6 separate regions of the Sus scrofa genome follow, and regions 2, 3, 4, 5 and 6 are each linked to region 1. A link is a contact called in public HiChIP or PLAC-seq and promoter capture Hi-C data. All regions are on one chromosome and are shown on one strand. Each heading gives the region's core, a stretch centred on a gene start, on an enhancer-like site or on the middle of the called end of the contact. The rest is flanking DNA. Distances are from core to core; before and after follow the strand shown. Region 1 holds the start of TIAL1 (nucleolysin TIAR). Region 2 holds the start of SFXN4 (sideroflexin-4). Region 3 holds the start of FAM45A (protein FAM45A). Region 4 holds the start of NANOS1 (nanos homolog 1). Region 5 holds the start of SEC23IP (SEC23-interacting protein). Region 6 holds the start of GRK5 (G protein-coupled receptor kinase 5).

Region 1 (3,836 bases), core at 968-3,467:
TTTCAGATTTTTAAATACAATGTAACTTTTATCTTTATTAAACACATACTAGCTAGACCTAAATCCAGCTTTCCCAGATGCTTCCATCAAAGAACACACTGCTAACTAAATACCAAGTCTTGACTTCAACAGATGTTAGGGGACAAACTTCATGTTTGTCCCAATTCTCTCTCTTCTGGGAAAATAGAGCAGAAATGGAAGACAACACAGGACATAAATACAAAACTTCTACCAAGCAGGCTTTCCATTCAAGTATTTGATGTGCTTAAGTTGGCCTCAAATTCTCAAAACAGTATAGCAGATACTTTAGTGAGACATTAAAGAAATAGGAATAAAAAAAATGCAACCCCCCCCGCCCCAACAAAATGAAAATCCCAACTATCAATATTGAACATAAGACATCTATTTTCTGGACTGAGCAATCTTTCTTTGGCAGGAGTAGAGATCAGAAACTAGTCAAACTTCCTGAGCACCCTTCCACCTGCATCTATTCCCCAAAAAGTAATTACCCCATCAGACAGCAGAGCCAAGTGAACTATGGTCATATAAACACCAGGCAGAGCCAAGAGAAAACAAAAGCAGCGTTCTGACTGACTCCTTGTACTCGAAGCAGGTGTGTTGAGCTTCGTAAGGCGAGGAAAACCCAGTGCCCAACTTAACACATTTAATTAGACTCACACTTAAAAAAAAAAAAAAATGCAGGAAAAAAGAAAGGAGTGCCACACTAGTTGGAAAGGAATGCAAACGCTGAGTCATCACTCTTCATTAGGAAAGGAAGGAAAGCGGTGGGAAGATGAAATTCATTCATTACATTTGGGCTTCAGGGTAAAGAGCAACAGCAAGGTGGAAGAAAAAGCACTCAAAAGACACACATCGAATAGCTGATAAAAATATCATTTTATCCAACTCCGAAGGGCTCGACGCAGAAATAGATTAGGTATGTAATAGAGAAGGTAGCACCAATAGAGCAAAAAGCTGTTTAACAACTGGTTGTCAGTTTAGCGTAGGTAGCGCTCAAAGTAAACTTCGTCATCCAAGAAAGGAAAGATGCTCCGGCGGCAAGAGGCATCCCTTTTGCACTTCAAAAGTAGCGGGCGCTTGGCGAGTGTTTCTGACAGCGTGGGCGGGGGCACGTGGGGCAGAAAGAGAGTAGGGGCTTGAGTGGCGGAAGAGTGTCCGGCTTCCTCGCAGAGCTTAGCTTGGGAGAAGAGCCGGGAGCGACTGGAGCTGGGGACGTGGAGGGCGTGAGTGCTAATTCCTCGCAGCACGCAGGGGATGTGGCCGCAGTCCCACCCCCAGTCCCACCCCCACCAGGCCCAGCCCCCGTGGGGACCGGCAGCTCCCGGCCCAGCCCAGGGCCCCCAAAGCACAGGGGGAGCAGGAGCTCTCCCGGGCCTGACAGACTCTGCCGTGCAAAAGCCCGGCTCAGGACGGGGTTGCAAAGAAGGGCGCGAGAGGAAAAGGTCGAAACTAGCCCCGGACCCCAGGAAGTGACTGTGTTTGGGGGAAGGGAGGGCTTCCTTCCCAAGGAAAAAGGGACAAATGAGGAATGCACTTCGCGTCCGCGCCACCCCAGCTAGGGAGCCGCCGAGAGTCCTGGCTTCGGCCCCGCTCTCTTGCTCCCTCCCATAGCATCCCGCAGTGCCCGGGCCTCTAGGCGCCTGGCACCCCCCGTCTGGGTACTCACAGAGTCCGGGGCTGCCCGTCGTCTTCCATCATGGTGGGTGCGACGGAGCGATCCCGGGACAAGGGGGAGGGCAGGGCTGGGGAAGGGAGGGGGTGGGGAGGAAGGGGAGGGGGGCTCCGGGCACCGGCTGGGGACAGAGGAAAAGGCACCGAACCCTGCTCTCGGGCTCTCTCCCCCCAGCCCGCTCCGGACACTGCGCTCCAACCAGGAGGAGCTGGAGGAGGAGGAGGATGAACAAAATGGCCGCCGCCACCAGCCAGGCAGGAAACGGGGCAGAGCGCAGGCGCGGCCCGCCAGGTCACCGCTCAGGCCAGCCGCGACGGCCTGAAAAAGCGGAGAACTGAGTGGGGAACAAAAGGGGCCACTGAGGAAACCTCGTGCCCGGTCACGACGGATCACGTCGTCGTTACTCGCCGGCTGGCTAGCGAAACCCAGCCAGCTCAAGAAGAACTCGAGAAAAAAGAGAACCGCCGTAAAACTGAAGTCTCTGGGAATTGTGGTCCTGGAAATGAGAGAGGTAAGCACTTCCCCGGAGGACTTCTGGGAACTGTAGTCCTGAGGAGCCGGAGCCGCTCTGGGAAGCGAAGAAGAGACTTCTGGGTAGTGTAGTCGTACGTGAGACGTGCGGCGACCAGGAAGTCGGCGTGCTGGGAGGGGAGGGAGAGAATAAAAGCGACGTTGAAAGGCAGGGAATCGAGCTGGGAAAAAGCGGCGTCGGAGAAGTAGACTGCAAGTCCCATAGTGCCTCGCGCTGGGGGCTGTCCTAGGACTGCTTCAGGCATTTTAAGACTCTTCTGTTGGCTCAGCGTGGGCTGCTGCTCCGCCTCTGTCCAGCCCAAGAGCGGTATCTTCAACTGCGGCTAATTCCGTGCTCTGGCTCCGCGTGGCGTCCAAGCCCGCAGGCCTTTCTGGCCCTCCTCTATTCATCAAAACCGCCCGCCCGCGGTCGCCAACTGCCGCCCCGCGCGACGGGCGGAGGGGCTGGGGGGTTCCTCCGGCCCAGCGCTGAGCTGGAAGCTGCGCTCGCCGGGGCCCCTCCGGCTTTCTCAACAGCCCGCCGATTCCTCCTCTGGGCTTGTTTTCCCGCAAATAGGTATTCTACCCTGGGTAGACGGCTTCTTCATTCGTTATCTCATCGGATAAGGGGGTCAAAAGAGCAGCCCTCCACTAAAATGACTCATCGAGTTGGTGTAAAGAGGGCGATAATGCCCTTCTGCCCCTCATTTAGTTATTAGAGTGAGTCTTTGGGCAGAGACGTGCACAGACTTAAGGCTGTGTTTACAGACATCCATCCATCCATCATATGGACGGGGAATGAAGTCTTGCTCGAGTATGTGGGAAACCCCGTTCAAACTGGCTACGTAACCTTGTAGAATTTGTTTTTTTCACCGGCGGCAGTTCACCCTACGCTCCCACTCCTTCACCCCACCCCCAAGCGTCTTTGGGAGAATGCTTTTGAGCTCGTACCCCCTCTTGTAGGTTAGTGAAGTGAAGGATTATAACGGCGAAGAAAGATTTTTCATCCTGTTGCCAGAGCTAGAAGGTCCCAGGTAAACTGTGCCTTGAGAGTTGGTTTTATAAACACTACCACTGACTCCTAATCCTGTGATGGGGGTCAACCGTGCAGCAAAAACGTTGTAATGTCAATATGGGGAGGAAGAAGTGGGGGGTTCAACCTGGAAGGCTTCATAAGACCTTGAGAAGAGAGTTGAGCCCCCTGAGTCAATGGGAACGTCAAGGGGCACCGAGGCCAGGACCCATGGGTAAAAAAAGTGTATGGGTTTGGTGGGGGGAGAAGTGGGGGAAGGCATGGAGTAGGAATCTGGAGAGCTAAGTTAGAAAGGTGGGCAACGGTTTTATAGCACCATGTTGTTAAAGATGGGTACCAGGCTGAGGAGTTTGGGGCTTTGTCTCCCAATCAATGAGGAGCTATTCAGAGGTTTTATTTTTTTTAATTGAACCGACGTCCAGAGCTGTAACCATCATCATCCAATTCATCATTGATCCACGCCCACTGTGTTAATTTCCTATTGTTGCTGCCACAAACTTAGGGACTTAAAACAGGACTATATTGGGAGTTCCCATCGCGGCTCAGTGGTAAACAAATCCGACTAGGAACCATGAGGTTGCGGGTTCGATCCCTGGCCTT
Region 2 (3,853 bases), core at 896-3,395, 390 kb before region 1:
GTAGTTGCAGCTCCGATTCGACCCCTGGCCTAGGAACTTCCATGTACGGCCCTAAAAAGGAAAAAAAAAAAAAAAAAAAAAAAACTGTCTGGTTCCTCTGTGTTAAAATCCCAGTGACCTGCTGTCCCCCCCATTCTCCCCAGCTTTGCTTATAGCCCGTTCTCTCTGACACTTCCTGCTTGTCCCTTCCCTGCCAGGCTTCCCTCAACAACCTCCCCTAATTCCTTGCTACAGCTGCCCTTAGAGCCCAAGGTCAAGGTCTGTGACTAGCTTTGGTCTGTCCTCATTACTAGGGAGGTTTATTTTGATCCTCTTTGAAAACCACCAGCATCTGGCCCAAGGCTTGGTACTACCTATTAAATGAGTGTCCGTTTTTATGTACCACCCTTCCAATCTGACAAGCTCATTCAGAAGGAATAAAAACATAATAAAATATATGGACTCTGTTATCTCAACTGCTTTCAAAAGGGAAACACAGTCTTCACGCTTCAGAATAAAATGTGGAAAAATCACTCTCTCCGAAAATAATACTTACAATTGAAATGACCAAATTTGTAGGATCCAATAATTCTGTCCACTGAAGAAATCTCTGAATAAAAGACTTAAGAGGGGCAGGAGCAAGAGATCAGTTAATGGCAGCAGGAAAACAAAGATTTACGACAATAAAAACAGTTAACATTATTTTGGGGAACCTAACGGCTTTCTGCTTTTTTTTTTTTTTAAAGGGTCGTACCCTCTGCATATGCAAGTTCCCAGGCTAGGGGTCGATTCGGAGCTACAGCTGCCGGCCTACACCACAGCCACAGCAACTTGGGATCCCAGCCGCGTCTGCAGCCTACACCACAGCTCACGGTAACACCAGATCCTTAACCCACTGATCCAGGCCAGGGATCGAACCCACACCCTGATGGATCCTAGTCGGGTTTTGTCAACTGCTGAGCCACGAAGGGAACTCCCACACAGTATAAAAAAGAAAAAACAAAAAGGTGTGCTGTATGTGTAAAACATACACAGGATTTCAAAGACTTTCTAGAGAAAAGGATGTAAAAGATCTCATTCACAATTTTTATATCGATTACATGATGAAATGCTAATATTTTCCGTCTATTGGGCTAATGCAATATATTATTAAAATTTAAATTTTAAAAGCCACATTTTTAATTTACTAGATTTACATTTACTAGAAAGATTTTAATGATCTCTGTAGCTCCCATCCTACTTCAATTAGACAGCGCCGCCCTAGCCACTGCCTGGAGGCGGGGCCCGGGTTACTTTTCCACGACGGCGGCTGGTCTCACAACTGGGCAGCTGGGGGTTCCCGGGAGGACCTGTTCCTCTCCAACAGCTTAGGCAGCAGAGGGCAGGCCCCTGAGTGGTGGAGACTGACTCCTCAGTTCGTGGGATCTGCAGGGTGACACTGTGCGACCTTCCCCAGCCAGGCCTCGGGTAGAGGCGACGCACGGTTACAGCCGTGGCCCTCGGCATCCGGCAAGCTTGGGTCTCCCTTCTTCCCGTCCCAGGGGGTGTGATGGGAAGGCGGGTGGTGCGACGACGTGGCCTTCTCAAGGTCACAGCGGCCAGCGGCGACTCCACGCCGAGAGGCCCTCGCCCTCCCCATCCCCAGCCGTGCCGGGCCCAGGCCGTACTTGACGTTCAGTGATCCAGAAGCGCACGTTGGGCTCCATGCGGGCGGCGCCGCTGCACTCGGCCGCCTGGGCCCCGTGCTTCCTCCTCCTCCTCCTCCTCCTCCTCCTCCTCGGGCTCCTCTTCCCGGGACTTAAGCGCTGCCAGGAAAGGCCGCGGTCGCCGGGCTGGGCGCGGAGGAGGAGCCGGGCGGCGAGCCCCGCCCCGGGCGCGCGCGTTCCCGGCCCGGCTCCCTGGGCCCGCGCGCCCGCTCCTCCCACTCCCGGCCCGACTGCCTGCTGCTCGGTGACTCCACGCTCCAGCGCCCCGAGCGTGGCAAGCCCATCCCTCCCACCCGCCAAGTTCTCCCAACCTTTCTCTGCTCTTCCGGGTAGCCTGGTCGCTTCCAGGCCTGGGGGCGGGGGGGTGGGGGGGTCACCTATCAGAGCCCTCCTGTCACTGTACCTACTGAGAAGACCAGATCCGGTCGCACGTGGCGCCCTCCACCGCCCTGGCTCCTGCAGCGTCTAAACACCCAGCCCAGGCTTTTAGATAGTACCCTCGAAAATCCCTTCACTTCACAGAATGGACAGTCAGGACTGCCACATAATTTGAGTGGCCCAATGAAAAATGAAAATGTGGAGCCCTTAATTAAAAAAAAAAAAAGAAAAGAAAAGAAAGGAGTTCACTTAATGGCTCAGTGGAAACAAATCCGATTGGTAACCATGAGGTTGCAGGTTCGATCCCTTGCCTCGTTCAGTGGGTAAAGGTTCCTGCGTTGCCGTGAGCTGTGGTGTAGGTCCCAGGCAGGGCTCTGATCCTGTGTTGCTATGGCTGTGGTGTAGGCCAGCAGTTGTAGCTATGATTCCACGCCTAGCCTGGGAAGCTCCAAATGTGCGAATTTGGCCCTAAAAAAGAAGGAAAAAAAAAAAAAAAAAAACCTGCAGGAGTTTCCCAGTGGCTCAGCGGGTTAAGGTTACCACATTGCCACTGCGGTGGCGAGAGTTGGCTCCTTGGCCCAGGTACACTGGCGTGAGGGGGTGGGGTGGCGAGCAAAAAATAAAAAAATAAAAATTTGAAAAGATTGAGGAGTTCCCCCTTGTGGCTCAGTGGTAAGGACTAGTATCTATGAGAATGAGTGTTTGATTCCTGGCCCTGCTCAGTGGGTTAAGGATCTGGCATTGCAAAGAGCTGTGGTATAGGTCACAGACAAAGCTCAGATCTGGTGTGGCAGTAGCATAGGCCAGTGGCTACAGCTTTGATTCCACCACTAGCCTGGGAACCTCCATATACTGTGGGTGCGGCCCTAAAAATAAAAAAAGAACAAAAAAAGTTTAAAAGGTTAAGAATTTTCAAGGAGTTCCCTTTGTGGCTCAGTGGTTAACAAACTGGACTAGGATCCATGAGGACATGGGTTCGATCCCTGGCCTTGCTCAGTGGGCTAAGGATCTGGTGTTGTCATGAGCTGTGGCGTAGGCCGCAGATGCAGCTTGGATCTGATGTTGCTGTGGCTGTGGCGTAAGCCAGCAGCTGCAGGTCCAATTTGACCCCTAGCCTGGGAACTTCCATATGCCAAAGGTGTGGCCATACAAAGAAAAAAAAAAAAAAAAGGAATTTTCAAAAGCTGATGTCAAAGCATTAAACAAAACCCCCTGGGCCCTTTTAAGTTAAGTGTGGGCCCCTGCCACCAGCCGGTGAAGCTAGCCCTGCTTTCAGTGCATTAGCTCTCTGCCCGAGGGTTTTTCCTCAGTGCTGGAGCAAATCTAGCTCCATCTATTGGATACCAGATCAAGCAGGGCCCATTTGGAGAGAAAAATATACCTTCGCCTTCTTCCTTAGCACCGGGTGGGTGGGGGTTGTTTAGGGGTCCTCCGGCGTCCTGAGTCAGGGAGCCAGGCCCATCCATTACTTGGTCGTGTGACTCTGATCAAATCAGTACCTCCAGTCTTTCTCATCTGGAAAATGAGGATAATTGCACCAATTTTGTTTTTGTTGAGCATCAGATGCGACAGAACACGTAAAGCCCTAACACAGAACTGGGTCCATTGTTAGTGCTGAGCCCGGACCACTAACACCCAGCAGGCCTGTCCTCTCCTTTGCCTTGCTTCCCCCGCCAGGAACATGAAACCCGCTCATGGTTTGCTTCAGGCCCACTTGGGGTTTTAGCTCCACTTTTGGTCACTTCAATTGGCTCACTTTATAGTTTGTTGTTGTTTTTGTCTTTTCAGGG
Region 3 (3,548 bases), core at 124-2,623, 460 kb before region 1:
GTATATTCATCTCCAGTACAGATGAGAACCAACCCTTGTTTGAGTAGAGGAAAGGTGAAAATATGAGCAATGGATACACTAACACTTATAAGCCCTAAATAATAATAAAAGTTGTTTAAGACCAGAGGCACGTATATTAGATTTGCACTTCCATAACGTCAACGTAATAAATGCCTCTTGAATAGACCGGCACACACACAAGTTTCCCAAAAGCTCCAGTGGCTTAAGTACACAAACGGAAATAAAAATCGCAAGCAGCAGTGCCATGGTGGGGAAAAAAAGACCGATCTGGAAGTTAAGAAACCTTGGTTTGGTCTCCAAGCTCAACAACTAACTCCCAGAGTGACCTTGGACAAATCTGTCTCTCTAGGCCTCACTTTCGTTATCTTTACGAGAGAACTTGAAGTCTCTCTCATAGTATTAACTCTGTCCCAACTTCTGAGAGTCGAAGTAAGCTGCTGACTGCCAATAATCAATGCCAGAAAACACAGGAAACCAGTTAAATGGGTCAGAGTCCCCGAAGAGGAGACAGTGGCCAGAGGGGAAAGGGACGTGGACCCTGACCCAGAAGAGCGAGGCGCTAGATTGGGGGGGGGGGGGCGCCCGGAGGTGTCAGCGGGAGGGCCGGAGGTGGGACCGCCGGCTCCCGGCCGGACGGGAGGTGGAGTCGAGGTTCTCGCGTGCATTGTCCCCGGGAGGGAGCCATGTTTCCTCCTCCCCGGCACTCCCAGATGGCGGCCGGGGGCGCGGAGCCTCAGCAGAAAGCCCGTGGTCTGGAGGGCAAGCGGAGGCGGGAAGGGAGAAGCTCCGGCCCGGGTAGGCCTGTCCCAGGAGCTGCGGCCCAGACGGCGGCGGGGGGAAGTAGGGTCCCCACAGCGACGGTTCCGGGCTGCGCGCCTCTCACCCCCACGTCGGTTGGAGCGAAAGAGGCAACATGCCCAACCACGGGCTGGGTCGGTGGCGGGCAGGCCGCATCGGCCTCCTGTGCAGCTGCAGGCGGGCAGCAGAGCAGAGAGAAGCAGTCCCCGGCCCCGCGACCTCCCAGGCCTCGGGCCGCCCCAGCCCGGCGCGCCCCGATCCCCTACTCACCGTTGGCGCGTTTGAGGGCATTTTCCGGCCTCTGGAAGTAGGCCGGCATCTTGGCGGCAGGCTCAGCTCACCCGGCGTTAGCGAACTCCTTAGGGGCCCGGGCCGGGAGAGGAGACGAAGGGGAACCAGCGCGAGGCTCCACGCGCCTCGCCAGCAGTCGCCCGCGCCCAGCCGGCCAGAGACGGAAAGGAAGAAGCCACGTGACCCCCGCGCGGCGGCGCCGCCGCCGCCGAGGCCCCGGATGTAGAGGCGGGTCTCCGCGCACGCACCGCCTCTCCCCGCGCGCAGGCGCGTTGGCGTCACGCGTGCCCGCTGACGTGGCGATGGCAGGCGTCCTTGAGTTCCGTCGCCTCTTCGGGACTCCGCTGGGAAACGTTAGGGAGCCGGTTGTCAGGCCTTTCGCTCCTGGAGCGAAAATCGGAGTGGGCAAGGTGAGAGTTGGGTCAGAGCTTCTGGCTGGCGAGAAGGCAGGTGTCTGCATAGAGTCGTCCCTAACTTGATTTATGCAAAGTTTTTCGAAGTTACCGTCAGGTCGCTCTGCCTAGGGAATGGCCTGACTTGGCTGCATTAATTGCCAGATTGGTTCATTTAACAAAAATACGTTGGGCAGATATTAGGCCAGCAATACTTGCCACTGGGAGATTGTGGTGACCTGTCACATGGCAGACTAGCATGAGGAGGGATGTAATAAATAACTAAACAAATAAGCGATCTTATTTCATATCTAGGTAAAATTTTAAAGCTGGTGACACAGAGGTTGCCTGGTCCCTCAGAGAAGGCGAGTTTTGAGCCGAGACCTGAAGGATGGGAATAGACTGTTAACAACAGTCTGACAGGGGACAAAAAGACCTGCAGCAAAACAGACCCTCAAAATATTTGAAAATATATGCGAGTGTTGTTGCCTTTATATTCAGCACATATCGTAAACACATGTAGGAAAAATGAGTGTTAGTGAAAAAAATCCATATATAACAGGCCCTTTGTTACAGTCTTATTATTGATTAATAATTTTAATGTGAAAACATTGTACGTAGAACTTGAAAGCCATTTACACTGAAGCTAACCATTCAAGCCTTGTGTGAAATTAAGATGAGTTCAGAAGAAAAATTCAGAAAGCACCAGTGGAATAAATTGTTGCAAATTTATTACGCATTTTGTAATAATAGATGGGATATGTGAATTGAGAGAGTGCTACATTAAGGAGTGAGGAAACTACAGTACCTGCGCACAGAAAGCATTTCCCCTGCATTCCTTTGCCTCATAAAAAAAGATTGTTCTATTTAACTTTATCACTGTGAAGAAAGAAAATTTCTCTTTTCTTTGTTGGGGCCCTGTGTGCAGTGGCTGCAAACAGCAGCCTGCCAGGTGATGTCTGCAGTTTGTCGCTTGTCTGGGTTGCCCTAGGGGATATAGGAGACAACCCTTTCCAGTGGACATTCATGATAGGCATGCTGTCCCCTATGTAGGCTCCAGACAGGTATGCCCCAGTGCCTTTGCAAAGCCCAGGGCACAGTGGCCAGGGTCCACATTGCTCAAGTTATAATGTCCACCTGCACCAAAGCTGCAGAACAAGGATCCCTATGCAAGGCCAAGTTCAAGTTTGCTGGCCGCCAGAAGAGCCACATCTCCAAGAAGTGGAGATGTACTAAGTATAATGAGGATAAATTTGAAAACATGGTGACAGAAAAGCAGCTTATCCCGGATGGCTTTGTGGTCAAAAGATCCCTAACGGTGGCGCCTGGACAAATGGTGGGCCCTGCACTCATGTCCTCCTTATGCCCATCAATAAACCCTACTTTCCAGAGTTCCCCTTGCGGCCCAGCAGAAATGAATCTGACTAGCATCCATGAGGACGAGGGTTTGATCCCTTGGCCTTAGCTCGGTAGGTTAAGGATCCCACGTTGCCATGAGCTGTGGTGTAGGTCAAAGACAGCAGCTCGGATCCCGTGCTGCTGTGGCTGTTGCATAGGCCAGCAGCTACAGCTCCTATTTGACCCCTAGCCTGGGAACCTCCACATTGCTGCTGGTGTGGTCCTAAAAAGACCAAAAAAAAAAAAAAAAAAAAAATTCCTACTTTCCTGTCAAGAAAAAGAAAAGTTGGGAAATGCAGACATTTAAAAAAATTACAAATTCTGAAAAAAAGTTTATTTTAAAATTAATTTCAGGGGAGTTCCTGTTGTGGCGCAACGGAGATGAATTTGACTGGTAACCATGAGGTTGGGGGTCCAATCCCTAGCCTTGCTCAGCGGGTTGGGGATCCTGCTTGGCTGTGGCTGTGGCTCCGATTCAACCCCTAGCTGGGAACCTCCATATACCACTGGTGTGGCCCTAAAAAGCAAAAAACAAACAAACAAACAAACAAACAAAAAAAACAGAGAATTCTCCCTCCAAAATGCTCAGATCTGTCAATGTCTGTGCTTCTCAAAAAACAATAGCAGGGTTGAGCAATAAGGACTAAG
Region 4 (3,720 bases), core at 303-2,802, 500 kb before region 1:
CCGGGCCGTCCTAAACCTGCTGTGCACAGCCAGACCCATAAGCCTAGCCTCACACCTAGTGACAGCTGCGACATCAGCTCCTCCAGAGAGGGGAAGGGAAACCCTGCCGGGGCCCCATGAAGCCAACCCTGCCTGCCAGCTAAGCCACCAGAGGAGGCATTTTCCTTGTTCCACAGTACCCTACAAGAATGCTCCCAGGAGAGTTAAAAACCCAGCTTTGCCACAGCCATGGTGTAGGTTGCAGCTGCAGCTCGGATTTGATCCTTGGCCCTGGAACTTCCATGTGCTGGGGGGGCAGTATATGGAATAAAAAAAAGAATGCTTCCAGCAGCTAATACCTTTCCTACTTTCCATTTAAAAAAAAAAAAAAAAAAAAAGTATTGCCCTTTCTCCTGGGAAGGGCATGACCACCTCACAGCCATCTAATCAAAAATCTTCCGATTTATTTTCCATTGTTTCTACAAAAATATTTTATGCATTTCAAAGTATTAAATAGTGACGCTGAATATGCTTTGTTTTTCAAACTGCACATACAGCTCAGATTTTAATAGAGATGAACCCCGGAGGAGGGGGCGGGAGTGACGAGCTACCCACACACCAATCACTGTCCTAAGGCTGGAAGACTCTCTGGCCTAGCCCTCATTCCTACCTAAGTCACTAGCTAATGTCCACCAGGGTATCAGAACATCTGCTGGGAGGTGCTGCGTGTTGTAGGAAAGCCCTGCGTCCTTCCACTACTTCCTAGGCAAAAACCATCGTAACCTCTCTGAACCTCAGAGGTCTGCGCGAGGATTTCACCCAGTGGAAAGCTCTCCAAAGCACCGTGCAAACGGAAGTTACTCGGCTGTTGGGCGGTTCTGACTTGAAAACTGCATCCTTAGATCGCGCCAAGTCCTGCCTCCCCACAGCTTTGCTCGCTGATGCTGTGGTGAGAAGGAAAGAAGAGAAGGGGTTTCTCAAAAGGCAGAAGCTCGTCCAGGACACTAAAGGCTGGAGGTGGGTCTCACCACCCGGCCGCGGAAGATCCAGGCCTGGTCACCTGTTCCAAACCCAGGCCTCAAAGCTCAGGCGAAGACAGGCCCCAGCGGCCGCCGCTCGCGTGCTCCTCTCGCCTACTTTCTCCTCCCCTCCCAGCTGCGCGGGCAGGGCACGCCCCCTCCCCGGGATTCACCAATCAGCGTCCGGAGCGGCGCCCGTGGCGCAGGGGGCTCTGGTCCGCAGCCAATTAGCGCCGCGGCCCGAGGCGGCGCCGCGCCCACCCCCTTCCAGAATGAAAGCCGCCCGGCAGCTGGCGAGGCTGGCGCAACGCTGGGGGCTCGGGGGCCGCGCGGGCTGGAGCGGAGCGCGCGCACTGCCCGCCCGCCCCCCCCAGCGCGTCCGCGTCCGCGTCCGCCTCCGCTCCGCCTCAGTCCCGGGCGCAGGCGAGGTGGCCGGGGCGGGGGAGCGCAGGGGCAGGGCCGCGGCAGCGAGGCCGGGGGGCGGGGAGGAGCGGGGCCCGATAAAAGGCAGCGAGGCGGCCCCACCCCGCTGCAGGCCGGCGGGCAGGCTCGGCGCGTCCTTTCCGTCCGGCCCGCGCCGGCGGCGGGGAGGCGGCGCGCGCGGCCCGCAGCCCGCCCATGGAGGCTTTCCCCTGGGCGCCCCGCTCGCCCCGCCGCGGCCGCGTCCCCCCGCCCATGGCGCTCGTGCCCAGCGCCCGCTACGTGAGCGCCCAGGGCCCGGCGCACCCGCAACCCTTCAGCTCGTGGAACGACTACCTGGGACTCGCCACGCTCATCACCAAGGCGGTGGACGGCGAGCCGCGCTTTGGCTGCGCCCGCGGCGAGGACGGCGGCGGCGGCGGCGGCTCCCCACCCTCCTCTTCCTCCTCGTCGTGCTGCTCCCCCCACGCGGGGGCCGGGCCTGGGGCGCTGGGGCCCGCGCTGGGGCCACCCGACTACGACGAGGACGACGACGACGACAGCGACGAGCCGGGGTCCCGGGGCCGCTACCTGGGGGGCACGCTGGAGCTGCGCGCGCTGGAGCTGTGCGCGGACCCCTCGGAGGCCGGGCTGCTGGAGGAGCGCTTCGCCGAGCTGAGCCCGTTCGCGGGTCGCGCCACCGCTGTGCTGCTGGGCTGCGCACCCGCCACTGCCGCCACCGCCGAGGCGGCACCGCGCGAGGAGCGGGCCCCGGCGTGGGCGGCCGAGCCCCGGCTGCACGCAGCCTCTGGGGCGGCCGGCGCCCGGCTGCTCAAGCCCGAGCTGCAGGTGTGTGTGTTTTGCCGGAACAACAAGGAGGCGGTGGCGCTCTACACCACCCACATCTTGAAGGGACCCGACGGGCGAGTGCTGTGCCCCGTGCTGCGCCGCTACACGTGTCCCCTGTGCGGCGCCAGCGGCGACAACGCGCACACCATCAAGTACTGCCCGCTCTCCAAAGTGCCGCCGCCGCGCAGCGTCAGGGACGGCCTGCCCGGCAAGAAGCTGCGCTGAGGGCCCGGACTCCGGTCTGCTACTGCCACCTGACGCCACCAGGGTCGCCGCCTGCCCAATGTCTAGTTTGGCCTGCGCACCATCTCTCTCTCTCGCTGCTGAGGAGCGTGGAGCTCAGCTGTTGGTTGAACTTGAGATGTACTGATTTTTTTTTTTTTTTTTTCAAAAGAACCCGGCGGTACTGAGTCCTTTCCTGTCGAAGAGCGCTTAAGACTAGAAGCTAAAATCTTGATTTGTTTATCTCTAGTTTGTGCACATCCAGACGGTGAAGGCTGGGTGTTCGTTCCACTAACTGAAATGTGGCAACTTAGAAGTGTTTATTTACTCTATACGTCAACCTATTTTAGATGCGCATCAGTATATGAAATTGTCTCAATCTAATCTTGGATGTTTAATTTTATGAATGGAGGCACTTTACTAGGCCTAGAATATTTTTTTAAAAGCCTCTAAACTGAACTTAACTGGCGATTTTATGGAATGTCAGCAAAATGACTTTTATTGTTTGAAACAAGTAATAATATTTCTGTTGTCCTTAATCAGTTATTCTAATTCCAGGTGAAGCAACCCTCACCTGCCTGGTAGCATCATTAAGTGAAGGCTTAGTAAACTTTCCAGTGTTAGTTTGGGTGGGTGTTCCCCCCGTGGCTTGTTTCTGTCCTAGCTGGAGGTGTAAAGATGTACAATCTGTGGCAGGTAGAATACAGCTCCTTATCCTTTTATGTACCACATCTTTTATTACTGAACGAGCAACTAGCGTTTCCCATCTTTCAAAGTCGTGCCAGGTTATATAATATTGTGTATACACTTGGAAATGGTGCTGTTTAAAAGAATTTGTGTATTTATACAGTAACAGTATATGAATTCATTAATCTTGTCTTTCACTCTGGTACTTGGCCTTTTGTCTGTATACCTCCACCTCGCCATTTCTAGTTCAAAAATATTTGATTATTGAAGATCAAATGGAGCCGTATGCACTCTGATGCTCAATTCCAGTGTTCCTAAATAGTGGAAGGCTCATTCCAGCTGTGGCCTCTTGAACTAAATGTAAGATGGAATCCTTTGAGCTCTGGAAGGTTAATGTAATAACCTGTGCTCAGGGAGGTGCCACTCTGGACTCTCGACTTTAAACATCACAGACCCTCCTCAGACCTATATAAACACTAATTAAAGTAACTGAGGGCATGGGGATAGGGTGTGTGGAGACAAGGAACAGTCTCTCAACACTCCCATTCTCCCTGAAGAGGACTTG
Region 5 (3,492 bases), core at 721-3,220, 290 kb after region 1:
TTTTGCTCTTACCTTATAAGGACACTCTATCATCTGGCCTTGGTCTACTTTTCAGTTCTTATCTCCCAGCTTTCTCCCAGTTGCTCACTGGGCTCCAGCCATGCTGTAACCTGTCCTTAACGCTCAAATGTGGCATCTTAAAAGTATCCTTACATACTGTAACTTTATCTGTAATTGTCTCTTACCACCTCCTCCAACCCCTCTCCTCCAAGCTTTTCTGGTTAACTTCTACTCATGGGTTTTCAGATTCTCGACTTCAATATTTCTTCTTCAGGAGAGACTTTCATATCACTCCAGACAGGGTAGGCCTTTGTGGACGGTCTGATTGTTCTAAATACTTGCTATCCTTCCCCTAGAAGGGTTATACCTCCCTCTCCCGATGGTGTCAATATTCCACATAACACACTTTGGGAAATTCCACATTAAAACTTTCACTACACTTCAGTTTATTGTTATTGTGTGTTTAGTTGTCTGTCTTCCTGACCAGATTGTAAGTCTAAGAAGGAAGGGTCCTGTGTCTATCTTATACACCACAGTATCCCTAGCATTTAGTATAGTGCCTTGACCACCCATAGGAATGACAAAGACTCCTTGACCAAACACCAGCATGGCTACTAGTAGCTCAAGCACATGTCCCCAGGATGAACCCTGTCCACCTTAAAATCCCTGCCTAAGAAAGGCCATCATTGCCAGGGGAATTTACTCTTCCAATCCAAACCAGGTGATAGGCATATGGCCCCCTCAACCTCCCTTACAGCAGTTACTTTAAAAAGCTGCAATGACAAATCCTTTCGCCCCTTCGAGATATAAATCTTGTCACTCAGAACTTCTTCTCAAGGACCTGAGAGCTGTCTCCTCCCAGCCTCCTAGGTACCTTGCTCTCACTTGTACCACTGCCTGTCATAAAGATATGGAAAGTTTATTTCTCCTGCTGGTAAGTGCCAATTAACAAACCCAGGTGGACCAGTGACATGGACCAACACCCTGTGGCACCCTCAGTGCCTTTGCCTTAGCACATCCCACAGCCTTTTGCTTTGGGGAAGTTCAGTTCAGTTCATGATGCACCCACTTCCCTAACGCAATAGTTATTACTGAATAAAATTTATCCTTACTGCTTTAGACTAGTGTCTGGCTTTGTTTTTCTTTGACAGTAAGCACATTACATCGTTATTGAATTAGTTAATAAACAGGTACTATATAGGTGTGAACAGCTACGGGAGAGAGTAGTTTCATTATGCCCAATGAAATCTTTTGGGATTTCTTTATCCCCCCTCCCCCACTCCGAGAGGTTGATAGTTATTTTTTCTTTCATAATCTCTAACTTTGTGAAAGATTACATTTATATCCAAATTATCCACAGTGCATTTTAGAAATAACCTAGTCGGATTTTGTAGACAGGTATTAAAAAGCTATTTAAAAAGTCACATGCCTAATGTCAACTCCATAGTTTCTCTTAAAAACATTTTTTTTTCTTTCCTTTGGCGTAAAGACTTCAGAAGTTTTACCATTTCTATTTTTTGGCTAATGACAAGAGTTCAGTCCAGCCCAGGAAGACGCGTGGGCGGGTCAGATGTGTGTGCTAGAGTGGCTGTGTTTGGCTAGACCTTTGCTACAAACGGCCCACACTTTTTCTTCCCTCTGTCTGGTACCTGCGCCTGCCGGCTTCAGCAATTCTTCAGTTATCCAGTTAACCGCCCCTGTGGATACTTTTAGGACGCCCAGAGCACCCCCGCAACCCGAGACTTTCGGCGTCAGTTCATGCCTTAACCAACTACCCAAAGCACTCCTTCCACACTCCTGCCCCAGCCTGGACCAGCGTTTCCACCACACCCGGCCTGCGGTCGAGGGTGTCACGTGCTAGGACGCGGGCGTGAAGCCAGCGCCGCCATGTTGATCTCTGGCAGCCTCTGAGGGGTAAGGAGACTACAGCTGACCAGCCGCACGGAGTTCCGGCACCTTGTGCGCAAGTGCGGAAGTGTGTTGGCCCCGACTGTGTTCGGTTTCCGGCCGGTGGTGCGGCACCGGCCAGTTGGAGACGTGTAACGGACGGTGGGCTGCAGCCATGGCCGAGAGGAAACCTAACGGTGGTGGCGGCGCCGCCTCCGCGTCTTCGTCGGGCACCAACTTACTCTTCTCCTCCTCGGCCACGGAGTTCAGCTTCAACGTGCCCTTTATCCCGGTCACCCAAGCCGCCGCTGCCTCGGCCTCCTTGCTCTTGCCCGGAGGTAGTAAGGAGAGGGGGATCTGGTGGGGCAAATGTGTGGGGGGAGGTGAGCAGGGGGCGTGGGGCAAAGAGGGTCGGCCGGGAGGTTTCCTTCTGCCTGGATCCGACCCTCTGGGTAGCTTGCCAGGGCCATCACTGGCCAGGTTTGAGTGGCTTGGGACTTTGGGATCTTGGGGACAGGAACCAAGCTCTTTGTCGAAGGAACCCTCTGTTCTGAGTGCTGGCCACTCCTGCATTGTTCCACAGATTTTTGTTGAACACCTAGTGGTGTGCCAGGTGTTTGCAGGACTGAAAACAGATAGTGCCCCCTCTACTAGGATACAGTAGGATATCTCCTAGGACTGACAGCTAGCTACCCTCTCTTAGGATAGACACATAGTATTTGCCAAGTAGAGGTACAGAACACATCTTTCAAGGCAGTGCATCACTTTCTCTAAGGAACTGTTGCTTGTTCTCTTAGGTCCCTGCTCCTACGTGCACCTTAGCTTTTTGTTCATATCATTATTGTCTAGGGAGATTGCTTTTTAGCAGTTATGTGGCATAACCCAGAGCTGGTGTTTAGGAACACGGACCGTGTTCCAGCGTTAGCCCTGCCAGTAACTCTGTGTGACCTCAGGCATATTACTTTACCTCTCTGTGCTTCATTTTCCATATATGTACAGCCTTCTAGGGCTGTAATGAGAAGTGCATTGATTTTTGTAAAGCGCTGAATATATTGTCAGGCATATAGTGTTATGTAATGTTTGCGAAATAAACATCTTTCTCTCTGTTTGGACTATAGTTTGTAGCTATGACTTATTTATGCCTAGCACATAGATCCTCAGAAAATGCTGAATGTTTTCCCATTGAATAATTTATTCTTGCTTGGAAGACTAAGGAAAGTTTCATGGAGAAGTGAAGAAAGGCAAACGGGAAGCAGCGATAAATGGTGGTTTCCCTCCCCTTGTTGAATGTTCCTTCTTGGTGTTTATCACCACCTGACATGTACACATATTTGTTTAGTTTATCCCACTAGTATGTAAGCTTCATGAGAGTAGGAACTTATACCTAGAGCAGTGCCTGGTATGCTGTAGACCAATTTTTTCAATAGGAAATTAATGAATGAATCAAAGGATGAGAATCAGGAACATGTATGTCTTATTTTGATAGTGTGGCTGAAAGGTTTGACATTGCCATGTTTGGTGAAGTGCCAGGTGTTTGCTGGAGCAGAATGCTTTGAGAGATTTCAGGAATAAATAAGGCCATACATGAGATTTTCATGTCATCCT
Region 6 (4,018 bases), core at 1,456-3,955, 350 kb before region 1:
TGTTGTGTTTGGTGAAATTATCCATGTAAAGCACTCACATAGCTTAGGACCTGGCCCACAGCTGGTGTCCAGAAAATCTAGCCATTATTATTCCATGATTGTATTGGAATATCTTATTTTCCTTATAGAGGCCCAGATACTTGTCTTTATTATTATTTTTTTTTGCTATTTCTTTGGCCCGCAGCTGCGCATATGGAGGTTCCCAGGCTAGGGGTCGAATTGGAGCTGTAGCTGCCAGCCTACGCCAGAACCACAGCAACGCAGGATCCGAGCCGCATCTGCAACCTACACCACAGCTCATGGCAATGCCGGATCCTTAACCCACTGAGCAAGGTCAGGGATTGAACCCGCAACCTCATGGTTCCTAGTTGGATTCGTTAACCACTGCCCCACGACGGGAACTCCGAGGCCCAGATACTTGAAGTACAGCTATTTATTTTGTAGACAGTATGTATTATCTGGTAGCAGAGAGAGAAGTCGATAGACTTTCATTTGCTGAGTGACCATGCTGAACCCACTTATTCTCTAAGGGTATATTTTGCATCTATAAAATGAAGAGGAGGGTTGGGAAGGCAGGGATTTTCCAGGGTTGCAAACTCAGTAGTCCATAAATTTTTCACATAGGTAAAAATCACTGGTGATTTAGGCTGAGTATAAGACAATAGAGGACTTCCCACTGTGGCTCAATGGGTTAAGAACCTGACATAGTATCCATGAGGATACGAGTTCCATCCCTGACCTTGCTCAGTGGGTTAGAGATCCAGAGTTGCCACAATCTGTGGTGTAGGTAGCACATGCAACTCAGATCCTGCGTTGTTGTGGCTGTGATATAGGCCGGCAGCTGCACCCCTGATTTGACCCCTAGCCTAGAAATTTCTATATGTGGTAGGTTTGGCCTTTAAAAAAAAAAAAAAAAAAAAGAAAAGAAAAAGAAAGAGAGTAAAGAGTAGTGGAGATTATGGTTAACTGCTGAGCTTTGTTAAAGTGTGGTCCATGGACCAGCAAGATTGACTGAAGCTTGGAGTTCGTTAGAAATGGCTGACTCTCAGGATCCACCTTGGACCAAATGAAACAGAAGCTGCATTTTAAGATCCCTTAGGTGATCTGTATGCACAAGAAAGTTTGAGAAGGCCTTTGTGGAGCACTAGCCATCTAAAGGTATTCAATTTTAGCCCACTGGTTGGTGAGCTCTGAGATACTGCCAGCTCTAGGATTCTGTCTGAGAGAATCTTTCACTGTAAGTTAGGGCTCTGGGCAGGTGCACATGTAAGCCAAGGCCAAGGCTGGGATGCTTCGAATAATTTCTTAGAGTGGAAGATGCCTGAGGTGTCATCTGCTCTGCTCCCTGCCTTCTGACAAGCCAACTGTTATTGCCCCCACTTTGCAGACAAGACTTGTGAGGCCCAGGGAGACCCACTGACCCATATGCAGATACAAGGAAGTGGTGGTGGTGGGTACACTCTACCACGAAACAAGACAATCCTGCGCTGTTAAATCAGTGACCGTCCACGTTTCCAAGGCCTGGAGAGTCTATTCATTTCTTTGTTTTCTCCAGTGCACAATAATTGTTCTCCCTTTCTCTCTCTGGGCGCCTCCCTCCCACTTCCAGGCAACCCTGGGGTTGGAAGGCTTTCTCCTTTAGGACACAGAAGGCCCGGGGCCCGACTTCTGAACGGATATCCGGCCTTCAGGATGCAGATGAGGCAAAGGCCTCATTGTTCCTTAGGGCCAGCCCTCCCCTCAACTAGACTGGAGGATAACTCATCGCAGACCCCAGGTGTCCCAAGTCCCATTTCCCAGGAGCGGGGGCCTTGAGACGAAGCAAGGGACGCTGAGCGCAGATCTGGGGTCTGATGTCCTGAACATACAGTGGAAAAGCGCTAAGAGCCCCAAGATAAATAGGCAAAGAATTTGAAAACTAATTCCCAATACCGGCCGGGTGCTGTTTCTTATTAACGTTCCTGACTCCAGCGATTCCATCTGTGTTTTTATTGATGGGAATGAGTTTGCATGTAATGACGAGCGGTCATTTGCGGGCCTCGGGTGCTGGAAGGCAGGTTATTAACAGGACCAGCCGCTTACCACGCCGGAATGCACGCCCCCCGCCCCGCCGAGAGTTGCAGCCCGGCAGCGCGGGAGGTTCCAGGCGCAGAGGGCCAGGAGGTGGTGCCGCGGTCCGCGTGGACTCGCCGCTGCACATCCACCCCGAGGCCGCCAGGGGGCGCTCGGGCTGCGCGGTTGCCGGTGCCGAGTCGCCGCCGACTCATAGACCCCTTCGCGCCCTCGGAGGAAACAAAGTACACCTTTGTCAGCAACCGAGCGCGTGTGCGTCTGAGACGGCGCACAGTGGCCGGTCGCCGCGTCCAGGGCCCGCGGGCGCGCCTGGCCACCGCCTCTGGGCTGCAGCCCCCGCGTGGGCCCGGCGTGACCGGGAGGAAGGGGGGTGCAGCGCGCGCTTGGGCTGGCTTGACCTCCCTCCAACCCCGGGCACGCTCCGAGGGGCGCCCAGGACCCGCACCGGCTCCTGCCCGGCCGCAGCACTTCGCCCGCCGCCGCCGCCGTGGTCCGTGCTCTTCGCTTTCTGGGTTCTCGGGAGGGCCGGAAGCGGGCGAGCCGGAGCCCCGGGCGTGGACGTGCGAATCCGGGGCTCCGGCTCGGCCGGACTGCCTTTGCTTCTCCCGCTACCCTCCGCAGCCGCGGACCACCCCTTATCCGCGCCCGCCTTCGGAGTACAAGTCTCAGGGCGGCTCGTGGACTCTGGTACTACAAGTCCCAGCAGGCCCCGCGCCGCGAGCGCCGAGGCGGGAGGCGCGGCCCATCCTGGCGCCTGCGCTGTGCAGCCGCCCGAGCCAGTTAGTACCACACCCCCGGGAGGGACAGAGGGGAGGCAGAAGCATCCGAGGCATTAAAGCATCCGAGGGAGCCCGAGGGGAGGAGAATGGAGTGACAGAGAAACGCGGAGGGTGGGGGGTGGGGGGAGACAGTTGAGGGAGGGGGGAGGGGGGACACAGAGGGAGGAAGAAGCGGCGGCGGCGGCTCCTCTTTGCAGAGGGGGAAAACTCCGAGGGATAAGAGCCGGAATAATGCGGTAGGCAAGGCGGGCTGCTTGCTCCCGGCTCCGGCAGCAGCGGCAGCAGCCCGAGCAGCGGCAGTAGCAGCGGCAGCACCCTTAGGAGCTGACAGCCCCGCCGGCCGGCTTCCTCGCTGACCGCCGACTGTCAATGGAGCTGGAAAACATCGTGGCCAACACGGTCTTGCTGAAAGCCAGGGAAGGTAAGAGGCAGGGCTGGTGCCTGGCGCATTCGCCGCGGGCCGGGGTGCGGGTGTCGGGCGGCTTGTGGGCTGGGGCTGTGAGTATGCAGGATGCCCGCAGTGAGTTGGTCGCAAGCAGGACACCTCAGAGAGCTGCTCTGCAAACACTTCAGGGTTCCTGCCCTAGTGCTCAGGGAATCTGGACTTGGGCAGAGAAGGAGAAACGTTGAGGTTGCAGGGATTAGGATGCTAAAATATCCCCTAGTTTCCAGCTCTAACCTTAGCAGATCGTGCCATCTCGGCAGCTGTTGAAAGGTCAGTTGGAAAAGCATTCATTCAGGAAGAGATGGGCAAACATGCAAGTGAAATAGCTTTTTCGAGTCGGCCCAGGATGGTTGTGCGAGTGAATTGGTGTGCGCTGGGGGTGGGGGTGGAATTAGCAGAAGCCAAGTCTTTGCTTGCGCAGGCAGAGTTGATATAGGCTATTGCTGGAAACCATCCGCTGGGAATGTTTCTTAGGGAAATCCCGTCGTGTGGAAAGAAGCCTTTTAATGGCAAAGTAAGATGTTGAGGAATTCGTTTGTTCATACAGTGACAAGAGAGAGTGACTGTACAGATCACCTAGAAAATAATGAAGGATTTCAGGGGTAGGTTTTTTTTCCCCCTTTGGGGAGGGGGAGAGATAAGTGAATTTTTTTTTTTTTTTTTTGGCTCAGTTAAGAAGAGAAAGGTAAGTGTGCTGATGCTTGATGCGTTTCGGATGCAA

What was found. Promoter capture Hi-C pulls out the DNA fragments that hold promoters and counts their contacts. HiChIP or PLAC-seq counts read pairs in DNA pulled down with a chosen protein or histone mark.
Region 2: an H3K27ac HiChIP or PLAC-seq map of skeletal muscle shows a contact between it and region 1, with 5 times the contacts expected there. The contact joins the promoter of SFXN4 here to the promoter of TIAL1 in region 1. A contact is called at or near these places in 2 of 2 datasets of contacts at active chromatin or transcription factors (alveolar macrophages and skeletal muscle).
Region 3: a promoter capture Hi-C map of liver shows a contact between it and region 1, with 4 times the contacts expected there. The contact joins the promoter of FAM45A here to the promoter of TIAL1 in region 1. A contact is called at or near these places in 2 of 5 promoter capture datasets (fetal liver and liver) and 2 of 2 datasets of contacts at active chromatin or transcription factors (alveolar macrophages and skeletal muscle).
Region 4: a contact with region 1 is called in an H3K27ac HiChIP or PLAC-seq map of alveolar macrophages. The contact joins the promoter of NANOS1 here to the promoter of TIAL1 in region 1. A contact is called at or near these places in 1 of 47 Hi-C or Micro-C datasets (epiblast stem cells) and 1 of 2 datasets of contacts at active chromatin or transcription factors (alveolar macrophages).
Region 5: a promoter capture Hi-C map of liver shows a contact between it and region 1, with 6 times the contacts expected there. The contact joins the promoter of SEC23IP here to the promoter of TIAL1 in region 1. A contact is called at or near these places in 2 of 5 promoter capture datasets (fetal liver and liver), 3 of 47 Hi-C or Micro-C datasets (epiblast stem cells, liver and skeletal muscle) and 2 of 2 datasets of contacts at active chromatin or transcription factors (alveolar macrophages and skeletal muscle).
Region 6: a promoter capture Hi-C map of liver shows a contact between it and region 1, with 3 times the contacts expected there. The contact joins the promoter of GRK5 here to the promoter of TIAL1 in region 1. A contact is called at or near these places in 2 of 5 promoter capture datasets (fetal liver and liver), 2 of 47 Hi-C or Micro-C datasets (embryonic fibroblasts and mesenteric adipose tissue) and 2 of 2 datasets of contacts at active chromatin or transcription factors (alveolar macrophages and skeletal muscle).

Annotation. Positions count from the first base shown.
Region 1 is chr14:129,464,933-129,468,768 of Sscrofa11.1, forward strand. It overlaps TIAL1 (nucleolysin TIAR), which reads right to left and starts at 2,218. Exons shown (of 12, transcript XM_003133196.4): 1 at 1,688-2,218. The coding sequence starts at 1,719. LOC110256777 (a long non-coding RNA gene) reads left to right here and starts at 1,251. Exons shown (of 2, transcript XR_002338744.1): 1 at 1,251-1,463; 2 at 1,868-3,836.
Region 2 is chr14:129,073,653-129,077,505 of Sscrofa11.1, forward strand. SFXN4 (sideroflexin-4) reads right to left here and starts at 2,146. Exons shown (of 14, transcript XM_013983797.2): 1 at 1,647-2,146; 2 at 536-601. The coding sequence starts at 1,685.
Region 3 is chr14:129,005,836-129,009,383 of Sscrofa11.1, forward strand. FAM45A (protein FAM45A) reads left to right here and starts at 1,374. Exons shown (of 9, transcript XM_013983795.2): 1 at 1,374-1,520. EIF3A (eukaryotic translation initiation factor 3 subunit A) reads right to left here and starts at 1,333. Exons shown (of 22, transcript XM_001928342.6): 1 at 1,090-1,333. The coding sequence starts at 1,138.
Region 4 is chr14:128,960,759-128,964,478 of Sscrofa11.1, forward strand. NANOS1 (nanos homolog 1) reads left to right here and starts at 1,553. Exons shown (of 1, transcript XM_001928298.4): 1 at 1,553-3,449. The coding sequence starts at 1,617. The coding sequence ends at 2,471. It overlaps LOC106506135 (a long non-coding RNA gene), which reads right to left and starts at 1,145. Exons shown (of 6, transcript XR_002338735.1): 1 at 1-1,145.
Region 5 is chr14:129,756,309-129,759,800 of Sscrofa11.1, forward strand. SEC23IP (SEC23-interacting protein) reads left to right here and starts at 1,971. Exons shown (of 20, transcript XM_021073464.1): 1 at 1,971-2,225. The coding sequence starts at 2,063.
Region 6 is chr14:129,111,228-129,115,245 of Sscrofa11.1, forward strand. GRK5 (G protein-coupled receptor kinase 5) reads left to right here and starts at 2,706. Exons shown (of 16, transcript XM_001928584.6): 1 at 2,706-3,273. The coding sequence starts at 3,222.